Linked DNA regions of Sus scrofa: region 2 is linked to region 1. A link is a contact called in public Hi-C data. All regions are on one chromosome and are shown on one strand. The core of a region is the stretch at or near the end of the contact, and the rest is flanking DNA. Distances in the headings are between cores, read along the strand shown. Region 1 has its middle 15 kb from the start of ZDHHC22. Region 2 overlaps POMT2 (protein O-mannosyl-transferase 2).

What was found. Hi-C and Micro-C count contacts between places; a contact is called where the count stands out from the background.
Region 2: a Hi-C map of embryonic fibroblasts shows a contact between it and region 1, with 3 times the contacts expected there. The contact joins two enhancer-like sites. A contact is called at or near these places in 2 of 47 Hi-C or Micro-C datasets (embryonic fibroblasts and epiblast stem cells).

The regions. Positions count from the first base shown.
Region 1 is chr7:100,238,384-100,242,995 of Sscrofa11.1, forward strand. No RefSeq gene overlaps it. Among named protein-coding and RNA genes, the nearest start is that of ZDHHC22, 15 kb to the left of the region's middle. Within about 2 kb of position 2,063, at least 23 of the 83 cell types and tissues checked have an H3K27ac peak or open chromatin away from gene starts, as enhancers often do. A contact at or near this core is called in embryonic fibroblasts, where this site is marked.
Region 2 is chr7:100,385,990-100,390,601 of Sscrofa11.1, forward strand. The region is part of intron 1 of POMT2 (protein O-mannosyl-transferase 2); the gene reads right to left. Among named protein-coding and RNA genes, the nearest start is that of POMT2, 3.9 kb to the right of the region's middle. Within about 2 kb of position 2,447, at least 10 of the 83 cell types and tissues checked have an H3K27ac peak or open chromatin away from gene starts, as enhancers often do. A contact at or near this core is called in embryonic fibroblasts, where this site is marked.

The sequences.
Region 1 (4,612 bases), core at 813-3,312:
ATGAGGGATCAGACGTTAACGTTGTTTTCCTCTGCACCCTCACCCCAGCCTCATCCCCACTTGACAGATCAGGCCACTGAGCCTGAGGGCTGCCAGGCACTGGCCTGGCCACCCAGCTGGTAGGTGGCAGCCCTGCAGCAGGAACCAGCTCTCTGACTCTAAAGCCCAGGGCACCTTCATGAGTTACCCAGCCTGGGCAGGGCTCTGATGGAGAAACTCTAAGCAGGCTACCAGGCAGTGGCGGCAACTTCAGGGGCAAGAGAATGTTCACAGCACTGCCTGGTCACCCCCAGCTTCTCAGGGGTAGGTTTGGAGCAGAGGGAGAAAAGAGGTAATGTTGGCAATAAGCCATATACCTGGCCTGTGGTTTGGTGATCGCTGTGAGACACAGAGCTGTGGGCGGCTGCCGCCCCCACCCCCATTCCTGACCCCTGATCTCCAGGGCACCAGCCTGTCTCCAATCAGAAAAATCACCCTCCCACTCAGCAAGGATGGCCTCATACCCGTGCCTTTGGTTCCCCATCCCTGCCCTTGGCTCTGGCTTTGTCGTCCTCTCTCCCCGCATCTTAGCCCAGGGCCACTAAATTAGTCTAGTGCCAGGACCCTCCCAGAGGGCCCTAAAAGGTGGGGGGGCAGCTATCTGGGCAGCCTGCTCCCCTCCCCGTGGCAATCAAAGGAGGCAGGATGGGGAGAGGGCCGGGAGGGCCGTTAGGGGTTAAGAGCTTCTCAGCCCGCATCCTAAAAACTGGACTTCCGGACCAGGAGCTGGATACTCTGGAAGTTCACACGCAGACAACTGCTCCTACCTACAAACACACTCTCACTCAGGCACACAAGCACGCACGTACTCACCCAATCATACATTCACAAATACACACACACACACATACACTGTTGTCCACTCTTAAGGCTCAGCGTCTGAGCGCTGGGTTAGGCAGACCCAGAGCTGGCTTTTACCTACGCGTGATAGTTTCTAAACAGCCGCGTGATAGTTTCTAAACAGCCGTTTCTCATCTTCCGAAGGCTCTGTGGGAGGTCTGACCTGCAGAGGTGCCTCAGTGCTGGTCTTCCTCCTCCCTCTGCTGCCAGTCTCTGTTCTCCTTCCCCCTGGGGGGGGGGCAACTTCTGTCACCACTTCCTTGTCTCTGCTTCTAGAGCCTCTAGCCAAGTGTGCGTGTAACACACACACATACAGAGACACACACACACATACAGAGACACACACACACACACACACACACACACGGCAGCCCTCGGGGACTCCGCTCTGCAAGCTGCTTTATTTCTGGTGTGTGCAGAGTCTGTGTCTGGGCTCGCCAGAGTCAGGCCCATCTCTCTCGCAGCCCTCCAAGCTGCTGAGAGCTGGCCTGTCACCATTTCTGGCCCCATGTATCTGCTCCCGTCTGCATGTACAGAGTGCCTCATCCTTTCTGATGGCGGCCTGGTGGCTCATCTCGCAGAGGCACGGGATGGATTGAGGGTGCCCTGCTGGGTGAGCATGGGGGGTTCCCTGCTGTTGCTTTGCTGTATTTGCCGCTCGCTCCCGTTCTTTCGCGGTGCTGGCCGACACTCGCCCACCCGGGCTGGCGGACTGTCAGAGCTGGGTATGAGGAGTGTGACTCGGCCCACTTGTTCGGCCTCTTGTGCCTCATTTTCTGAATCTGTAAGTGACCACAATCAGAGCCCCGAGCTCACTAGGAAAGGATGAAATGAAGCCATGCACGCTGAGTGCTGAGCTCCTGGCACAGTGCCTGGCACAGGAACCAGAAAGGTTAGCCCCTGCGGGGAGAGCGTGGGACTGGGGTGAGTGGGGGTCTGTGCTGACTGGCAGCGGCTGCCCTGCTCCCCTCCTCAAGGCCAAGTAATATCACAGGGCCTCCAGCCTGGGAAGCCTTGTGATCAGGTCAGAGAGATCCATGCCTCAAGCTGGCCAGCCTGGGGGGTGCCACAGGAAGAAGCAGGGGGCAGGGAGCCGGTGGAGGGGGGCAGCACCTGCACTGGAGCCTGAGCAAGGAGCAGGCCTGGCTTTCCTGCTGAGTCATTCCCATGGAAGCTTCCAAGGAGGGGGGCAGGCCTGTTGTGAGGGAAGGAGGGAGGGAGAGACGGGAGAGGGAGGGAGAGAGAGCTTTTGCACATGCTGCGCGCGCGCGCACACACACACACACACACACACACAAACACACACACACACACACACACACACACACACACACACAGCGCCCTCTCCCAGCTTAAGGGAAAGGAGCCCCTCCCAGCAGAGAGAGGCTTTGTTCCCCATGAGATGTAGAAGCTGAGGAAACAAAGGGAAGGCAGCTCTCACTGCCCCATCCCTCAGCTGCCATCTCGGCGGCCCTCTCTGTCCTCACCCCTTTCTGCCAGCCCTCTGCTCCGCCCAGCCCCCACCCTGCCCGAGGGCCACCGGCGGTCCTGTACACCCAGGATGGATGATGGACAGGTCCAGGAACAAGATGCTCCCTCTACTTGCCCATCTCCATCTTCTCTCATGCTGAGCACCGCCCCCCCCCCCAAAAAAAACCCGCAGTCCCCGTGAGTCACACCCACCTGGCTGCTCTCATTTGACAGAAGTGTTCCGGGCTCTGAGGGGGGGCTTTGAGGTAACGGGCTTTTATGAGACTTGTCCCGGGGCTGTGGGAGACAGAGATGAATGAGGGTGCATCCCTGTGCCCAGAGGGGCTTGGTTCCTGTGGGGTGGGGCTGTGACCTCCCCCACACCTGCCTGAGAGCTGGGCCCCTGTGGGGCGGGGCTGCCTGTAAGTGACCGAAGGGGAGTCTGAGTGGGCTGGATGCTCAGAAGGCAGGCGGGATGGAAGACGGACGTCTTCCCTCGCTAAAAACCGCTTTTTGTCTTCATACAAAATCCCCAAGCACGATGTTATGTAACACCCAGCTCTATACCTTTCCAGACATGTTCCTATTCATTCCTATGGACCCGGTTTATGAAAAGTCTGAAATTGACAGGATTCCAACAGAATGTGTTTTTGCTTTTTCGCTCATCACAGCTTTTAACCATGCTTTGTCAAATCCCCTCTCCTGGCCTTGAACAATATTCCTGGCAGATTCTAGTTTTCTGATCAAACTTGCTCGTTTTTTTTTTTTTTTTTAATTATTAAAAACTCAGGGGAGTTCCCGTCGTGGCGCAGTGGTTAACGAATCCGACTAGGAACCATGAGGTTGCGGGTTCGGTCCCTGCCCTTGCTCAGTGGGTTAACGATCCGGCGTTGCCGTGAGCTGTGGTGTAGGTTGCAGACGCGGCTCGGATCCCGCGTTGCTGTGGCTCTGGCGTAGGCCGGTGGCTACAGCTACGATTCAACCCCTAGCCTGGGAACCTCCATATGCCGCGGGAGCGGCCCAAAGAAATAGCAAGAAGACAAAAAAAAAAAAAAAAAAAAAAAAAAAAAAAAAAAACTCAGGGAGCTCCTCTTGCAGCTCAGTGGTAATGAACCCAACTAGTATCCATGAAGATGCAGGTTCAATCCCTGGCACCGCTCCGAGGGTTCAGGATCCAGTGTTGCCATGAGCTGTGGTGTAGGTCGAAGACACGGCTCAGATCTGGTGTAGCTGTGGCTGTGGTGTAGGCTGGCAGCTGCAGCTCCAGTTGGACCTCTAACCTGGGAACTTCCATATGCTGTGGGTGTGGCCCTAAAAAAAAAAAAGAAAAAAATTCCAGGGAAGTTCCCTTGTGGCACAGTGGGTTAAGGACCTGGGGTTGCTGCAGCTGTGGTGCAGGCTGCAACCGTGGCATGGGTTTGATCCCTGGCCAAAAAAAAAAAAAGATACCTACCAACTGATTTGATATAAGGAACAGGATTACATTCTGGCTAGAGACATGAAGTAACTGGTGAAATTGGAATATGAGCTGTATTGTATCAATATTAAGATATCTGAATTTGGGCGTTCCTGTTGTGGCTCAGCAGTTAGCGAACACTGCTATTCATGAGGTTTGATCCCTGGCTTTGCTCAGTGGGTTAGGGAACTGGCATTGCTGTGAGCTTTGGTGTAGGTTGCAGACACACTCAGATTCTGCGTTGTTGTGACTCTTGGGTAGGCCAGTGGCTACAGCTCTGATTGGACTCCTGGCCTGAGAACCTCCATATGCCACAGGTGGGGCCCTAAAAAAAAAAGATAAAAAGACCAAAAAAAATTTCTGAGTTTAATATTTGTACTGTGGTTATGCAAGAGAGTAGCTTACTTTTAGAAAATGAACCCTTGGGAATTCCCTGGTGGCTTAGCAGGTTAAGCATCTGGCGTTGTCACTGCTCTGGCTCTGGTTACAGCTGTGGCACTGGTTGGATCCTTGTCCCAGGAACTTCAGCATGCCCTAAGAGTGCCTCCCCCCCCAAAAAAACAGTTGAGGTTAGTCTGGTTCAAATTTGAACATTAAACATCATATGCAAATATATGCAAATATAGGATGATCCTTCCCCTCCCCCCAGTGCCCAGCAAGGCACTCTCTTCTCTCCCTCCCAGGCAGAATGCTTTTACCTCCAGGTTTGAGGTTGGGGTATAATGGGGGTGGTGAGAACTGGGAGGGGAGCAGCCACAGGTCTTGTTCTCTTGGCCGACACTGCTGGATGACCAGTGCCTCCTTGGA
Region 2 (4,612 bases), core at 1,197-3,696, 150 kb after region 1:
TGGCATGGTTAAAATTACAGTTAAAACCAAAGGCTGTATTGGAGTTCTCTTGTGGCTCAGTGGCTTAAGAATCTGGCATTGTCATTGCAGTGGCTCCAGTACCAGCAGTGGCACAGGTTCTTCGATCCCTGGCCTGGGAACTTCTGCATACCGTGGGAGCAGCCAAAAACAAAACAAACAACAACAACAAAACACCAAAGGCTATAAGTTTCAAGTAATGAAGGAGAAAAATCTGGATTAAAAAAAAAAAAGCTTTTGACCCAAGTTGCCTGACATCAAGCTGTTCTTTAACCTTCATTCAGACAGATGAGAAAAGTTGGCAAATATTTACCAACAAGTTATCATAAATTTAAGTTAAATCTATACTTATTCTACATCTTGAGTTTCTACTTTGAAAAGGTAAAAGTTTTGTATAACATAGAAGGGTTTGTATTAAAAATTTTCATCTAAGACTGCTAGCTGCTAACTGTGAGACTACTTTTGCTCTTAGAAACCACACTACTCTTGCTGTTACAAACTACACTGTGGGCCACTGGTCAGGGAGAGTCTTCCAACCCTGGCTGCCCCAGGAGTCCGATTTTGCTCCCAACTCTGTGAAAATTAACCTGTGAACTATGAACACATTGATCTTATAATAGTGAACTAACTGCTTACTAAATTAACAACTGATCTAACACCTATCCTTATTGTACAAATTATTTTGTAAGGAAATAAATGATTCTAATACATTAGCTTTTTAAATGATTTTTATTTTTTTCCATTATAGCTCGTTTACAGTGTTCTGTCGATTTTCTACCATACAGTAAAGTGACCCAGTCACACATACATATATACATTCTTTTTCTCACATTATCCTGCTCCATCACAAGTGACTAGACAGAGTTCCCAGTGCTATACAGCAGGATCCCACTGCTTATCCATTCCAAAGGGAATAGTCTGCATCTCTTAACCCCAAGCTCCCCATCCATCCCACTCCCTCCCTTTTCCCCTTGGCAATCACAAGTCTATTCTCATGTCCATGATTTTCTTTTCTGTGGAAAGGGTTATTTAATACATTAGCTTTTTAAACACAATGCAAAAATCGTGTTCTTCTATACAACCACAGTAAACCTCTTCACACCCTAACTGGGGGCTTTACAGCAGCAGAACCAGGCCGTTTCTGTAGGCTCTCCCTGCAGCACAGAACAGTTACTTCTCTTTTTTTGGCCGCACCCAGGGCATGTGGAAGTTCCGGGGCCAGGGATTGAACCCTCGCCATAGCAGAGACTCTCGCCACTACAGTGACAACACCAGATCCTTAACCCACTTCGCCACAGGGAAACTCCAACAGTTGCTTTCCAGTGACTCTCCATCCCCAGGACAGCTTCCATGAGCAGTTGCCACTGACCTACAACATAAGGGGCAACATCCGCCTTTACCAAAAGCGTAGGGTTCTTTTTTTTCTTTTTTACTCCTGGGTCCAACAGGAGGGGGATAAATCTACTTCTGCATCTGCTAAGCACACTGCCTGACATGCAGTGAGGACGGTGGCATGGTGAGGTCAAAGAGAGAAATAACTTCCAAGCAGTGTGACAAAACAGATCTGCAGGGGAAAAAAAAAAGAGTGATCGGATCCCAGCTCCAGCACCTCCTGTCAGCATAACTGGCAAAAATCACTCACCCTCTCTGGATCTTTTTTCTCACCTACACAGTGAAGACAATAAGAGTATCTGCCATGTCACCTGGCAGGGAGGTTATCAGGTAATAAGAGTGAAAGAACTCTGGAGACTATAACGTCCCACGCATGCTGGGCACTACTTAAACTGTCCCAACATTGGGGTTAGTTTTGAAGTCTGTTTGGAACCACACTGATAAAGGGGCATAAGAGTTTTACTTGAAGCAAAACTAGTAGCACTATTCACACTTCCTCCTGGCTTTCGCGCCTGTTTCTGGTGGGGAGACAGTCCTCCCTGGCTCTCTTGCTCCTTTGGACCTTGCAGCAGGTGCCAAGAAGGCAAGCTCCTGCCTGCTCTTGACTCAGGCCACTTCTCAGGAAGAGACAGCATCTCCCTCTGGGCCAAAGAGCACAGACTGCTTATTATAAAAGAGCCGATTCCCCAAGCTCAGTGTTCCTCAGCTATGATGCAGCCCAATGCATGTGCTGGCATTCAGCCAGACCGGGCATCACATGGGACATTGGGAGCAAAGGGAACTGAGGCCCACCTACCGATGCTCATCCTGACTGCTGTGCTGTGAGAAATAAAGTCCTTGACCCAGGACTGTATCTTCTGCCAGCATCCATACAACAGTGACAGGCTGACTTCTTAGTTGGCAAGTTGGGTAGATGAGAGCTTGAGACCCTGAGTCATCGCTTTTGATAAAAGAACGGACAAGGGCCCCAGGGACTGAGGGAGAGAATAAGAGAAGACTCCCTGGAATCTGGTAGTGAAAGCTCTTGCCCAACTGGGGGGGAAGGGAGGTAATAAGAAGCCCTCCACGGTCCTAGCTATTAATGTGTCTGAGTGGAGACAGGCAGGATTGAAAGTGGTTGGGCGCTGCCTTGCTTACTGCTCATGCGCTTCTGGGCCAAGAGAAAAGGATGCCATCACAACCACGGGGCCATGAGCCAAGCAGCCCCAGGGGAAAGGCAAATGGCTGTGGCTGCTGAATCAAGGTGCCCCAAAAGTTTACATAAATGGTGTCAGCAGTGAGGACCCTGCTATTCAGTACAGAATCTGGGTAAAATGAAAACACTGAAAGGTCTTTGGGTGAGTTGTGTGCTCAAGCCAAAGGTAAGTTTGCCTTGCTGAGAGGTTCAGAGCCACTCTGTCCCTCTGTGTCCCATGATCCGCCCCGCCACAATCTCAGCTGCTTTAAAGAGGAAGATGATTAAAGGTGGCACTAAAGTCTCCTTGTCCCAGAGGACTACCGGCTATACACACCCACCCTGGCATGCTGGGGAACTCCGGGGAGGAGAGGGACCCAAGCTCAAGGACCTATTGGGTACAGGAGCATCCTACTCAAACCCCTGGAGCAGGGGAAGGATTTGCTAGGTGCAAAGGTTACCAAAGGTGCTGAGGGCTGCAGGGCAAGCCATAGCGGTGTGTACAGGGACTGAAAGAAAAGGGCTCCTAAGCTCAGGGGCTCACCAGAGACAGGAAAGTACACAGGGAAGAAGTGGTGCCAAGCCTATCGAGGGGCTAAAGGGGAAACAAGGTCTCTCAGGCCCTGCATCCAGCCCTCCCCACATCCCCCACCTGGGAATGGCATGACCTCTGAAGGGCTGTCATTACAGCTCCTGATGGAGGCCTATTAGAGTTGTTAGTTCCAGAAGGAAAAAAAAGCACCCAAGTTCAACTGCTGGGTTTGAGCCAAGTCCCAGCAGGGAAGGGAAGGTAAAGTGGCCTGTGGGTAGGGGCCTTGGAACCACTGTTACGGCTCCCACTGCATAGTCATATTTATCCTATATGTGCCTAAGATTACCCCATTCAGACACTGCCACATAGTGAGAGGTGATCCTGTCCCCTCCTGAGTGGTCCTAGAGAAACAATATAAATCACAGAAAGAGAAACAGAAATTACTGCTTTAAAGATGGAATTGGGGGTGGTGGGGGGTGGGGGCAGTGGCAGGAGTGGAGGGCAGGGGAGCAGGTTCTCCAGGATAAACAGCACCATCTGCTGGACACAGGCACCAAGAACACCCTTTCTAATCTACTAAGCTCTTGTTGAAACTGAGGCCCTGACCCATGAAGACTTTCTGGCTCTTTCGCCTGATCGTGCCACTTTGGGGTGGGTCAACTTGAAATCCATGGCTAACAAGGAAAGGGCTCAACAAGTGTCAATGGGCAAATGGAAGTGGTATATTCAAGAGTATGGCTGGCCTGGCCCTAGAGGCATCTGGATTTTTCAAGAGAAGTGGCAGCTTTGCCTTTGGAAGAAACTATCTTCCACTTGACCACCTGAAGCAAAGCTGCTGGCTCAGCAGGGCCTTTGATTCTCAGAGGTTCCTGTTAATGCTTGTGTCTGGTTCACTGATGGTTAGGCTAAATTAAAAGCAGATGGAGGAGTTCCTATAATGGCTCAGCGGAAATGAATCCAACTAGGAAACATGAGGTTGCGGGTTCGATCCCTGGCTTCTCTCAGTGGGTTAAGGATCCGGTGTTGCCGTGAGCTGTGGTGTAGGTTGCAGACTCGGCTCAACTATCCTGTGGTTCTGGTGTAGGCCGGCGGCAAGAGCTCCTATTTGACCCCTAGCCTGGGAACCTCCATATGCCACAGGTGCGGCCCTCAAAAGGACAAAAGAAAAAAAATTTAAAAATTAAATTAAAAATTAAAAAAAAAAAGCAGACGGAGAGTTCCCATTACACCTCAGTGGGTTAAGGACCTGATGCTGTCTCTGTAAGGAAAACAATGCTCTCTTCACCTCCTAGCCCCAGCACCCAGCCTGGCAAAAAATTAATACAGCACAACTAAGTCAAGTGGCAGCTATAGCTTGCAATCTGACCTATTGCTGAGTCTGTCATCCTGCTATGAAATCAGAAAAACTCCTGTGGACATGGCCAGTCTTGAACTATCCTGATGTACCTGAGAACATCAACATTAACGCCCAAACATGGACTTCCCTCACATGTGTG